2 separate regions of the Sus scrofa genome follow, and region 2 is linked to region 1. Evidence: chromatin contacts called from public HiChIP or PLAC-seq data. All regions are on one chromosome and are shown on one strand. Each heading gives the region's core, a stretch centred on a gene start, on an enhancer-like site or on the middle of the called end of the contact. The rest is flanking DNA. Distances are from core to core; before and after follow the strand shown. Region 1 overlaps BMP2K (BMP-2-inducible protein kinase). Region 2 holds the start of BMP2K (BMP-2-inducible protein kinase).

Evidence for each region. HiChIP or PLAC-seq counts read pairs in DNA pulled down with a chosen protein or histone mark.
Region 2: a contact with region 1 is called in an H3K27ac HiChIP or PLAC-seq map of alveolar macrophages, with 4 times the contacts expected there. The contact joins the promoter of BMP2K here to the enhancer-like site in region 1. A contact is called at or near these places in 9 of 47 Hi-C or Micro-C datasets (brain, embryonic fibroblasts, fetal liver and 3 more) and 2 of 2 datasets of contacts at active chromatin or transcription factors (alveolar macrophages and skeletal muscle).

Annotation. Positions count from the first base shown.
Region 1 is chr8:138,707,724-138,714,395 of Sscrofa11.1, forward strand. It overlaps BMP2K (BMP-2-inducible protein kinase), which reads right to left. Exons shown (of 16, transcript XM_021101897.1): 10 at 3,246-3,406. Among named protein-coding and RNA genes, the nearest start is that of PAQR3, 64 kb to the left of the region's middle. Within about 2 kb of position 3,333, at least 10 of the 83 cell types and tissues checked have an H3K27ac peak or open chromatin away from gene starts, as enhancers often do. A contact at or near this core is called in alveolar macrophages and liver, where this site is marked.
Region 2 is chr8:138,786,381-138,793,052 of Sscrofa11.1, forward strand. It overlaps BMP2K (BMP-2-inducible protein kinase), which reads right to left and starts at 3,586. Exons shown (of 16, transcript XM_021101897.1): 1 at 3,324-3,586. The coding sequence starts at 3,504.

The sequences.
Region 1 (6,672 bases), core at 2,083-4,582:
CATGAGGTTGCGGGTTCGATCCCTGGCCTTGCTCAGTGGGTTAAGGATCCGGCGTTGCCCTGAGCTGTGGTGTAGGTTGCAGATGCGGCTCGGATCCCGCGTTGCTGTGGCTCTGCCGTAGGCCGGTGGCTACAGCTCCGATTCGACCCCCAGCCTGAGAACCTCCATATGCCGCAGGAGCGGCCCAAGAAATGGCAAAAAGACCAAAAAAAAAAAAAAAAAATTAATTTGACCACAGGAAAATCCTATGAATAAACTTTTGAAATACATGAGAACGGATGAGACACACAACACCAAAAAGAAGAAATACACTGTAATTTCTATATTCTCTTTGAACCAGCTACTGTAATTCAAATATGACTATTTAACCTGAAGGGGAGAAAAGGAGGGAGAGAACAAGGAGGGCGAGCAGGACTCTTTTTCATCAATTTCATGTCTTCATCCCTCCACAGGCCTTGAATACACACCTTTGTGAAAATCTTTTTATAACTTTTTCTAATTCTTCCAATTATAAGAAAACCCATGTTCATTTTAATTATTCTTGACAATATTTACTAAAATATAAGGAAGAAAATGAAAACCCTAATTCCTCCACACAGCATAGCCACCATTTGCCTTTGGGTATCTTTCTTTGCAGGTGGAAGGAGTTAAAAAGCTCAGGTCCTCAGCTATACATGCATCCTGTAAGGCCCTGATGCCCAGCTGGAGAACACTGTGGCGGCAGGTGACGCCCAAACACACACGGATGATGCACTAACTCCAGGAGCTCACCTCTACCCTCACGAACTGCGGCTTCTCGCTAGTGTTATCAAGGTGAGCAGTGCTCCCTGGTTCTCCACAGAATATGCCAGAGAGCCCCAGACAGCATCAAAGCTGCCCTGCATGAACACAACGCCTTCGAGCACAGCACTGCATCCTCACACCACTACTGGTCCCCATCTTGCTAACAATGAAACTAAGGCCCAGAGAAGTTAAGTGAATTCACAAGTAAAGCTAAAGGCAAATGATAAACTGAAAGAACGCACTTACAATGTATTTGGCAAAGAAATAAGATTCAGAATACATAAAAGTAAAATCTTCAGAGCGATAAAAAATAGAGACAAATTCACAGAAAACTGCAAAAGGAATATTAAAATAAAACCAAAAACGTTTCACCTTTCAGTAGGGAAACACTTTTAAAAATCAGTATTATCAACTGTTGACAAGAACAGGAATGAAAAGACTCACGCTGTTGTTGGCAGCAGAGGATAGACTTTGGAAGTCCTCTTTAGATGGCAATTTGGCAAGTATGTAATAAACTTTAAATGAGTATACTTTTTAATATTTTCCTCAAAGGCTCAGACATGGAAATCAAGAGTCCATTTTAAGGATGTTTACCACGATGCTATTAGTACTAGCAAACACTGGAAATAACCTAAATGGTTGTGTCAACTATGGTACCTGCACACTGTGGAGCATCACATGCCTCTTAAAAACTGCATGGTAGAGCCATATGCGCTGACGCCAAAAACACTCCAAAGTGTATTCAGTACTAAGTATATTCGCATAACAAAGCACATTAAGTTGTAACAAAACCAAGTTGCAGAAAACTATCTCTAGGACAAACCCCTTCGTGTTTAACCCAACGTGAGTTATTTACATCCGTTTACATACACCCACGAACATGAAAAAGGACTGGGAGGATGTGCACCAAACTGCTACTAGCTTCCTCTGGGAAGCAGAAGGATGGACACTTCCACATTGTTCTGAGTGCGACTGCACTGCATGACCACCTTTTTAAAAAGATGGCTTTGTGTCTCTGCTGCTTCTGTAAAACTCAACAGGCAAAGAGATGTTAAGGGATGCACCACGTGATCTTACGGGGAAAACAAAGAGTATTTTTTTTTTCCCAACCAAAGCTGGAAGCATGTACAAAACAGAAACGCTGCCCTGACCTGGGGGACAGGCCTGACACACCTGGGTCTTGGCATTCGCCTTAGAAACGTAAACAATTTTACAAAACACCAGCATCAGACAAGGCCATTCTGGGACCGTGATGGATCAGCACAACAAGGCCACTCCATAATCGTGTCTCAACACTGACAAAATCAGGAACACTGTCCCAACCACAAAGATGACCAAACCTCTCTGTCCCGGCTGACACAACTAAGCACTGCTTCATTTCCAAGGAGGCTTTTGCTCAACTACCTCCAGGTAAAAGTTACGCTATTATACCCCCACTTCCCCAAAATTACCTAAAACAAGCCCAAATCCTTTAGTAAGTCCTTTCAGACACCATCTTACTAAGCTGTTCCCGCAGATTTCCAGGGTATCCGAGTGATAAATCAGATTTATTCAAACGTAAGCATGTTAGATCTCCAACCCAAAGGTAGAAAAGGGAAGCCGACACTGAATGCTTTACAACAAAACAAAATTTTCCTAGATACCCTATACCTTGGTATTTACTCTTCGAAAGAGAAAGAGTGAGAGATTGTTTTCCCAGAAGAGAACAGTGAAGCTGGGAAATGGGAGAAGGGGAAATGGGTACAAAAACGTCAAATTCCCCTATTTTCTCTTTTCCACAGAATATTCCTCCCTGGGGTATACCTGGTCACCACAAGCATCCAGCAATACATCTGGAAATGTGAACTCTGTCTTCCTTGGGCATATATTTTACTTTGTAGTGATAACAGTAGGTAACAGGAACATTTCTTAAGAGAGTATCACACGGCAGGCATTACAGTAAGCAGTCACTTAATCCCCACAACAATCCTACAGACAGGTACTAGTATTTTCCTAACATGTCACTGAGCAATGGAGAAACAGGACTCAAACCCAGTTTGAGAATCAAAGGGTGGGCTTTTTCCATCAGAATATTCTAATTAAAAACATTTTAACATTAAACCTTTGTAAGGCTAGAGTTTCAAATCCCTCCTTTTCAATACAATACAGAATTTTCTTCTATACTCTTCTGTACTTTAGTATCAACCTCAAACCCTCCCCAGCTGATGACTCCAGGGATGAGCAAATCGTGAGCTTTTCGTACCACAGTTTTGTATTACCAATAACTTACCTTTCCGACAACTTTAGGAAAACAACTAGTTAAGTATACCAGGCATCAGTAGCTTTGTGATTCTTAAAGCATTGTGTGATATATCTGCTTCACAACAGTCAGTCTGCCAATAATTCACGCTGCTAGGAAATCAAGCCATAAAAGGTGTGTTTAAGTTAACTACAAGGGGATAAGGTTGGCAGGGCTGTTTTACCTTTCGGTCTGTGGTTACCAAATTCACCAGGAGCGGGGACTTTAACAGGTGTTGCTGAACTTTGAATGGTCAGCACACTGGGAGTGGCAGTAGTAGAATTGGCCTTTGGTCTTTGTCTTGGTGCAATTGAGGTTTCTGTTGGTCCAATGGTATCTGTTATTCTACAACAGAAGAATACATTTCACTCCAAATATTGGGGTTTTTCCTAATTTACTATTTGTTCTATAAATCATCTATTTCAACAAATGCATATTTATTACTATTACTGGTGATTGTATTAGTCCTCTTGGCTTCTTCCTAAGTCTCATTTTCAAGTAGTAAATGTTTAATGAAAATAGGAAAGTAAATAAAATAAACCTCATAATCAATTTCCTCAAGCCAGATTGCTACCATTCATAGTCTGCCACTGACGCTGGCAGAAAAAAGAATATAGAAGTGCTCTTAAGGAGATAAAATAAAACAAAGAGAAGCCTTCTCAGGAAGGTTTTGGACAAAATGGAGAGCCAACAACTCTCTAAACCAGTCAGAGAACTAAAAATAAGAAAGAAGAAATAACAGTCTCCCATAGCTTAGACCCTTGGCCTAAGAAAGAAACCATTACACCCCAGGGCATGTAAAACAAAAGAAGCCAAGACTCTTAACAGGTGGAGCTACCAGCTCACATTTAACTTCTGGAAGCTTTAATTTTGCTTCACTGAAAACAATGAATGGAAATTATATGTTTTCACACTAGGACTTAGTTTAGGCCACAGATATGAGTGGTCAAGCAGTAAGAATCGTTTTGAAAGCAAGAGACACTAAATATAATTGGAGAAGACACAGACATCTGCCCTTCTCTTTCAAAAAAAAAAAACCCAGGGAAAATCTTTACCTTACAGTTTATCAACTCTGCTTTCTATAAATTCAGTATAAAAACTCAAAAAACTTTAATAGGGTCTATGTTCACTTTTCTAAAAGACTGCAAGAGACCAAGCTCCTACAGCACATTTCAAATGCCCTGACACTTAAAAATTTTGCATACACATGACTTTTCAAGTACAGGTCTGCACTGCTGAGATCCACAGCCCTCGCCTCCTTCTGCAGGTACCACAAGAGGGAGCCCTGGCAACAACTATCTTTCCAAGGGAGTATCACAGTAACACTGATGGAAAGGTTTTGGAAAATCATAGAAATACACTGCACATGTACTAATTTCTAAAAATACCATCCATGTTTTAGATGAGACAGGGACGGTACAAGTCACGTGAAAAGTGAATCTAAAGATCATGTATACGTGTAACCAATTAGATCTCATTTAATCTAATTGAGCATTTATCGCGTTCAAATTATGGATGTGGCATTGAAACCAATGCCATACTCCCTAAATGCAAGTGATTAGGGGAGATATTGTGTATAATCTTTTTATTTGCCTATTCATTCTTTATTAGGTGGGTAATGCAGGCCAGACTTTACCCTGCCTTGTTCCTGTTCTAAATCACTCCATAGAGGACTCACTACACACATGAGCACAGCAAACCTCTAAAAAAGCATATTAAAAGTTCTGCAGACTTTGGTTAGTCTAGTGTTTCCTAATTGACTTTACTAATGTACCAATATCTATTATACAATTACTGACAGCCAGCAAACATGGCACAGTATCCTGTCACCAAAGAATATAGTCTGCCTAGGAAGATACAGCACATGTCCATAAAAATGTAATAAAATACAAGACAGTAAAAATAATCGGTGCTATGAACAGCACTGTGAATTTGAGTTGACTGTTTCATTAATTATTTCATTTGCTTATAACATTATAGCTATAACTGGAGTGCCATGGGGAAACAGCATTATTCTTGTTCAGTTGACTCATGCTTTTTTTAAAATTTATTATCTGCTTTCTTGAAGATTTAATCATTTACAAAGTAATTATTTTAAATCACAAGTAATGATAAAATTCAACCGACAAGCCCCACAACACCTCATAAGGACCCCTCAACTATGACAGTGGTTGCTAACTGCTAGTTGCTGTGTCATGGGGAAGACAGACTGTCAGTCACGCTGACTCCTCCAAGTTAGATGTAACTTTACGCCTTCCTCTTACTCAAAAGAGTATTTTAAATTTAAGTGAATGAAGATGATATTTTTAGAGTGACGCCATATTTTTTAAAAGACTAAGTCACTCCCAAATGTTATTTTGACAATTTACAAATAACAGATTATTTATAGCACGTCTCACAACCAAGTCCCAAAAAGCAGAAGTGATGGCAAGGCTGAAAATTCACCAGCCCCAAGGCCAAAATCCAAATTTCTCCGCATGACAGACAAAGTTGCTCATGACTGGCATTTCCCCACGTCCTCAGCTTCATTTCTCTCCACTCCTGCATGTGCCCTACTGGGATCCAGCCTTGCGGTTTCTCAGAGCCGCTCTTGACCGAAATGTCTGCCTGCAGTAGCTCTACCGCCCATCATCCCTGATCACGAGAGGATTCATCCTCCTAGCAGAGTCGCCAAGGCCCACCCCCAGGAAAGGGTCCTCCCTGTGCTCCCGTTTTCTCGGCACCCAGCCTTTCTCTTCCTCCACTCTCAGAGCTGCCGAGATAATCAGGCAGTAACTGTTCACTCGTCTACCTTCACTGGGATGCGAACTCCTTGGAATTAAACACTGCTCCTCTTTCTTTGTGTTCTCAGTATTATATCTTGCATATAACAAGTGTGTGACAAATATATTTCCCGTGTTTATGTCAAGTGAAATACTCTGTGTAAGTAAAATACAAGGAAATCTCCCCAAATGTAATGTTATACCTGTCTGATAATCTAAAATACAATCCTGCTTACTAACTTTTAATCTCAAAAAGAGAGCATGAAGAAAAAGTCATTAATTCAATTAGTCAGCTTTAAGTTTTTCTTTTTTTTTTTTTAAAGTGTTGTACCCGTGGCACACCTAAGTTCCCAGGATAGGAGTCAAACTGGAGCTGCAGCTGCTGGTCTACACCACAGCCACAGCCAGCTTTAAGTCTCAACTCCATAATTCAGATCAAACATTAATATAGTAAATAACTATAAAATTATTTAAAACATTATAACATTTATCAGTCTTAAAAGTATTACCATTATAATTATTCATTATAAAGGAGATATAGCTAATTTTTTCTTTCCGTAAATTTAAAAAGCCATTCTAGGTATAAAGGAAAACATAAAATGTCATAAATCAGCTGTCATGTAATGAAATAATGACAACGCATCCCCGCCCAGAATGACCCAATATGACATCAGCAGTTACACAGACACTTTGTGATTGCTGACAATAAGCAGGGCAAGTGAGACTGATCCAACAGTAAAGCTTATTTTGCACCTGCTCTTTAAACTCCAAACCACATGCAACAGGGAATATGACATTTTTTGTGTGGGTGAAGGCAATACTCAATGAATGACATTTGCTAGAATTAAA
Region 2 (6,672 bases), core at 2,336-4,835, 79 kb after region 1:
TTTCATGCTAAAATTTACATGTAGCTCTATCTCATCTGTACAGCCCAAAGCTGAATCTGCACTCCTAAAACTAAACTGTTTTTGAGGAAAACGCCCCACATACCATCAGGCCTCTGAACTTTTGGCAGGAACTAAAAAGGTGCAATTCGTCAGCATTTTCAAACATACTACAACATATATTTCAGAGAGAAAACTACTCCAACAGGTTAGTTACAACTACAACACAAGCATACCCGAGAATCCTGGTTTTATAATATATCTAAGACATAAACATGCATGTGCATGGATATACACATACATACATACTGACACATACACACATATATAGTTGATCCTCATAATCCGAGGAGTTCGTATCTGCAAATGTGCTTACTTGCTGAAATTTACTTGTATCTCTGAAATCAATACAATGACACTTTCACAGTTATTTGCAGACATGCGCATAGGGGTGAAAATTTTGAGAAGGCCAGCTGGAATCCAGGAGGTATTGCTCTGCTCTGTTTCAGCTCTCATACTGTAACCAAGTGCTCTTTTCAAGTTCTATGTCATATCATGCTTTTCTCTTTCTTGTGTTCTGCAATAGTGATTCTGTTGTTTAAAATCGCCCCCAAGCACAGTGCCAAAGTGCTCCCTACTTAGTGTTCCTAAGAGCAAGAGGGCTATGATGTCCCTTACCAAGAAAATTATTAGATAAGCTTCATTTACGCATGAGTTACAGGAGTACTGGCCATGAGCTCAATGCTAATGAGTCAACAACTTATGTCAAACAAGGTGTCTCTAAACAGGAAACACACATAAAACAAGGTTATAAACTGGTTGACACAAATGTTGCCAGCAGAGGCTAGCAGTGCCCTAACACTGTATTAACCCTAGGAGCAATGCCTCAGTAGTCACTAAATCACTATATGGCAACTTTATAAAACATAACTACTGTGAATAACGAGAATCAAATGTGTATGGGGGGGAGGGGCAGGCAGCGCTCACACCAGGTTTCCTGAAGATTCAAAGACACTGCAGAGGCCATTCTGAGCAAGCTGCCTGTGTCTGCAGTAGCCTGGCAAACACTCCTCAGGACACATCACCTGCAGAGTCTTGGCTCGTTTAAATAACACTGACACAAAAAGCAAAAATGTAAAATCTACTGTTTTTGCTTCGACCTCTCTCAACCTCCACCCCTCTCACCACTCAATGCTCTACTTCTCCTCAGTTCAGGTTCTCTACACTCTCCTACCTTTTCACAAGCACTTGCCCGAGTTTTATAAACGGGCACATGTGTCTGTAAATTCCTGAACGATCATTCTAGAACGTAAACCACACTGGTGCTTAAACAGCTTGTCTAAATCACAGCATTACTTATTTGGAAAGAAGGGAAAACATTAAGCATCTGAAATAATATATTGTCAGGATCCAAAAGTAAACCGAACATAGATCCTTTGGATTGTGTGCGTGCGGAGAAGAGGATACACAAGGGAACAAAGCCTAGGCCTCAGCCTTCCCTCCAGGGAAGCCCAAATGCCTGGTTCCAGGTGCTGGGGTGCAGAGTGGGGAAGTGCCATCTTCCCCAAGAATTTGCTCAAGCCCTGCTTCCTCCTAGCACTTAATTAGTGATTTTTCCAAGCGGAAGAATGACAAATCAATGGCAAAAGTCAGTGAAACACTCTAACAGTAATATTAGTTACTGAAAGCATTTTTTGTGGTTGAGTGAGTACTCCCTTTTTGAAATTCATTTTTATTCTCATTTTCCAAAATTATTTATTTCTATGGAAAACAGTGTGCTTAGGGTAGTGATAGGACATGCTTGGAGCAGGGGCAGAAGCTACAAATCCAAACTCTAGTTTGATGAAATGTCAATGATTTCATTCTATTAAATAAAAGACCCATCTGGGATTTACTGAAGTGAAGTGAGTGTAGTATTACTCAAGCCACACTTGAATCAGTTACAACTCAAAGACAGAAGTACAGCATGTGAGCTAATAGCCATGTCTTCTAAAAACCTACAATTCAATCTAAATCAACACTTGAAAGTCACGTATAATAAAGAGCTAGGAAATTTTACAGCATAGTAAATCTGTCCATCAATGCCAATTACCATACATTCATCACTGGAGAAGCTAAGGATCCTCCTTCCACCGCTCTAAGGCTCAGCTAGGCTCCTAATGAGGGGCCAGAGCTTGCAAAACAATGATGTTCATCCCTGAATAATCAAGATTTCTCTTCAGAACAGTTCGTAGACAAAAACATTCAGGGTTTTCTCTCGCACTAATTCGCTACTGTTTACAGCATTTCAAAAAACACAAGTGGAATCTCAGTCTACTGTCTTCAAACCACATCAACACCTCTCAGAGAACCAAAGCTACTGTCCTCGATTTCTTCTCTCAATCTCCGAAATTAACAAGGGCCACTTATCAACAAATTATTTCTCGTGAAGTTTTAAAAGTACGTATTTTGTAATATCGGTCTGCGATTAAAACTCAAAAGTCAATGAAGCATGCAACAAGGCAGTATTTCCTACAAGCCAATTTATACAAGAAATAAAAAAACTACAGGATTTTTTTTAATGGAGTTAAATAACTTTTTCTGTAAGCCGACTTGCAGCTGTTGACAGAGCCTAGTAAAAGATAAGGTGGGATCGAACACAAAACTTCTCCAGTGAAAGTTAACCTGCTTTCATATCGCCTTTTCAACTACCGCCAGAGACTTACTGAAATGGTAGGACTAGCACCTTGTCTCAGAGAAGCTTCTAAATAACAAAGATAAGTGGACTCCAAGTTTACCTGCTTCCCCAAAGCAACCTGCTAACTGAAGCTGGGGCAAAGTATCACCTCCATCCCGCGAACACACAGGAATAAATCGTTTTTCACCTGATGACTGAGCAGCAGCAAACAGGCTTAACGCGCGGGCTGCAGGGTCCTGCGCCCGGCGGCGCGGGTGGAGAGGCCAGCGCATGACACCCGCCTGAGCCACAGCTGGGGGAGAAGAGCCCCAATCTTGCTCGGTCTGACCCTCAAATGAGTCACTGGTCCAATCACGACACCACAGCCCTCGCGCTAAGACGTTTCCTATGTATTTCCCTGCGTGGAGAAGGACTGAAAATGACTTAAACTCGTAATCAAAGAACCGTGCACCGGCCAGCGCGGCCGGCGGCGAGAAAAGCCGGCTTAAGAGCGAGACCTCGAGCTACTCTAAGAGCCTCGCTGGCCGGGCAGGAGGCAGAAGGGGGAGCCGAGGGAGCGAGCAGAGAAGCGGGCGGCGACCGGGAGAAGCTACCGCCACACCCCAGCCCTCCCTCACCTGCCGGCCCGCGCCTCCCCGGGCGCCCATACCTTCGGCCAGCGACTCCTCCAGGGTGACCTGGTAGCGGCCGACCGCGAACACGCGGACCCCCACGGACGAGCTCCCGGAGCCGGAGCCGAAGGCGGCCCCGGCCCCGCCGGCCCCGCCACCCGCCGCTCCGCCGCCGCCGCCGCCGCCCTCCGACTTGGGCATTCGAGAGAACTTCTTCATGGTCCCGCCGGCGCGCCGGAGGGCGCGGGGCGCGCGCAAGGGCGAGCGAGAGGGCGAGCGCCCGGCCCGGCGTCCGCGCGGGGCCGCCGGCCCTCGTCCGTCCGAGCGTCCGTGCGCGCTGCGGCCCGCCGAGCCTCACATTCCGCGCGCCCCGAGCGCAGCGCCCCGGCCCCTGCGCCCGCTCCGCGGCTCCGCTGCAGCTGCCGGGCTCCCGCAGAGGGCGGCGAGGAGGGCGGGGACGGGGCGGGGCGCGAGGGGGCGGGCCCGAGCGCGGGGGCGCCGCCGCCAGTGCCCCCGGCGCCCTCGCCGCCGAGCTGGGCGCCCGCAGCGCGAGCCCCGCGGGAGGGCGCGAGGGAGGGAGCTGGGGAAGGGGCGGGGCGGCCGGGCCTCCGGGGAGCGGGCGGGACTCCTCGCGCCGCACGGCCTCTGGAGCGCAGTCCGCGCCGCCGCCGCCGCCCCGGCGGAACCGGAGCCGCCCGCCACTCCCAGCCGTTGGCGGCGCGGCGCCCCTGCCAGCCGCTCTCTGAGGCCGGGCACCCCGCGCAGGCGCGCTGTCTGCGCCGCCGGAAGTGACGGTTCCGGCTCTTGTCACGTGGAGGGGGACGGGAAGGAGGACGGTGGGGGTTGGGGTGCGGGCGATGTCTGGGGTCCCGGCCGGGAGGGTTCGGCCGGACCTGTGGGGTCCCGGCTTCGAGCAGGGAGGTGACCCGGTGACCGGTCTTCTCGCCGCCTGTGCGGCCGGGGCGGGATGTCTCTTCTCGCCTAGGAGTTGGTATGTTGCTCTGGGGGCTTGAAAGTGCCGCCACCAACTTTACCCCCGCGAAGGAACTTCTCGCTGCAGTGCCGAGCCGCTTTTCCAGACCGGCTCCCCTGAGAATCTTCTTCCGCTCGCCCACCCCGGAGCGTGGGAGGTGGGAGCAGCGCGGAGCGAGAGCGGATTCCAGTAACCCGACTTCGGAAGCCGTGCTGCCGCCCTCTGTAGCAGACGCTTGTGCTCGGGAGCGTTTTGCGGTCTATAGGGTACTTTCAAAATCTCATGTGCGCTGTGCAACAGCCCTGTGAAGTATTCGGAACAATTGTTAAGTCCGTTTAGAGACCTTTCATCACTTCTGGCCCGGAGAGCTTAACGGACTCGGGGAAGGTCACATGGCTGGCTTTTGATGGAGCTGCAACTTCAAGGGCCCGCCTTTGATACTTCGTTTCATTCGTTGGGCCGTTTGGAAAAAGGAGGTTAGGGTCAGAGCGTTGGAAAACGGCAAATTTAGGACTGTTGGGAAGCAAAACCAGCTACCCGGTCCCGTCCCCCGCCCGTTAACAAAGAGATTTGCACATTAAAAAAAGAAAGAAAAAAAAAAAGCCCCGTTGCATCCATTTCGGAAACTGCAGTAGTCTCCATGCCTGCGGGGTGAGGCCTGCAAAAATGAGTATGGTGTTAAGACGTTTAGGATGGTAAGGAGTGTGAAATCACAGAGCCTGTGTAACTAGAGCGCCCCAGTCCCAAATCCAGCCTGCCCCCGCCCCCGCCCGGTATGAATAGAGGCCCGCTGTGGCCAAAGGTTCCATTTCTTAAGAAAAGCCAGGAATCTTCTGGATGTTTTTGTAATACGGCATTTCCCAAATTTTTTAAATGTAGGTCAAATAAACTGTACGTGCAGGACGCCAGTGCGTGCCTTCTGTGAAAGCAGATGAATGTCGTTCTGTCCCCACTCCTATTTCTTTATCCAATTTTAAATGAGATACAGGCAGAAACGTTAGAAAATGTGCTTAGGCAAAAGACTCAGCTTCAAATCTTCCATTTTTCCTTCTTGTCTGCTATTTCAAGAGAAGCTATTTCTGCCAACATTAAAACAGTGCTCTGCATTTAGGCATTTTTGCTGCATAACCCACTAAAGCTAAAATTCTTCATCCAGAGACCTGATCTTTAAAACACATTCCTGCTCAATGGAAGTTAGATTTTATGTCAGATAATTGATACGGTGTGACAATTGGGGATTTCCATTTAGAAATAAGCTGACCATTCTTACTGTGGGGATTCACTGTGGATTTGCATTCCTACAACATTTGAATTATATTTTTCAAGCAGGATAACTAAGAAATTTAGTCATTTCGTACAGTTCAGAAGTGCAAACAACCTAACAGGCACAGTGGGAGCCTAACATGATTTCACCTGATGACAACACAAGAGTAAGTAAAGTCTCCTGTGATCAGTTTGGGAGCCAATTTACCACAACAGCTGTGGTTTAAAAAAAAAAAAAAAAAAAAAAAAAAAATTCCTTCTCTGTAGCCATATATATAGCTGACTTTGGATATGGAAGTTGATCATTAGTTTAAGGCGTAGGCCCCCTTTCAAAAATTATGGCTAATACTGAGCAATTCGTTCTTTAATTTTTCACGAAGCACACAGTAAAAATGTGAATATCATCTGATCTCAGAATGTTAACTCCACAATGTTCTACCACAAACCTATTGCTGATAAGGAAGCAAAAACATTGTATTGCTGATAACAACAGGGCCACGAATTTACTCACAGCACCAAAAGATGCTGACATTAACTGTCAGATTCAACTTTGTGAGTTAAAACGGGTGCCCTTCAACCAATGTGTAGGGAGAAAACGAGATACTGATCAGTGCAAAACTGTACTGAGAAGTCCAGTCTTTTAGTTCTGTACTCACTATTAGGCCATGGCTGTGCAAGAACATTCATGTGGGTTTCCTATTGGAAAAATAACACCTCTAGAAAAATAGGGATATTTTGACCATCTTAAACACTGTCATTAGGAGACTTACAGTAAGAAAACACATATTTTTGATCTTTCAAATGTTGACAGCTCTAGTGCTGTAAGAATAGTTGGGAACTAGCCACAAGATAAAGACTTTTAAAAAAAAGCATACTGCTTCAGTCTGCAAAGTTTCATGTTACAATGTACTAATAAAGTCATAGATCATTGCAGCCAACATCTGAGATCCTTGAACAGAAAGGAATTTGACAGGGAAGGGACATTTTTGTCTTCGACTGCAAAAAGCTCTAATCCTTCTTTTTACTTTGACCTCATCTCTTTTGCACTAAGATGGCTCTCAAAGACATATGTGAAGTAAAGACTGACGCAGGTGAAATGAAATATGCCTGTCCCCAAAGGCTCGTTCCAGTGCTGTCATTGCCTGTGTAAG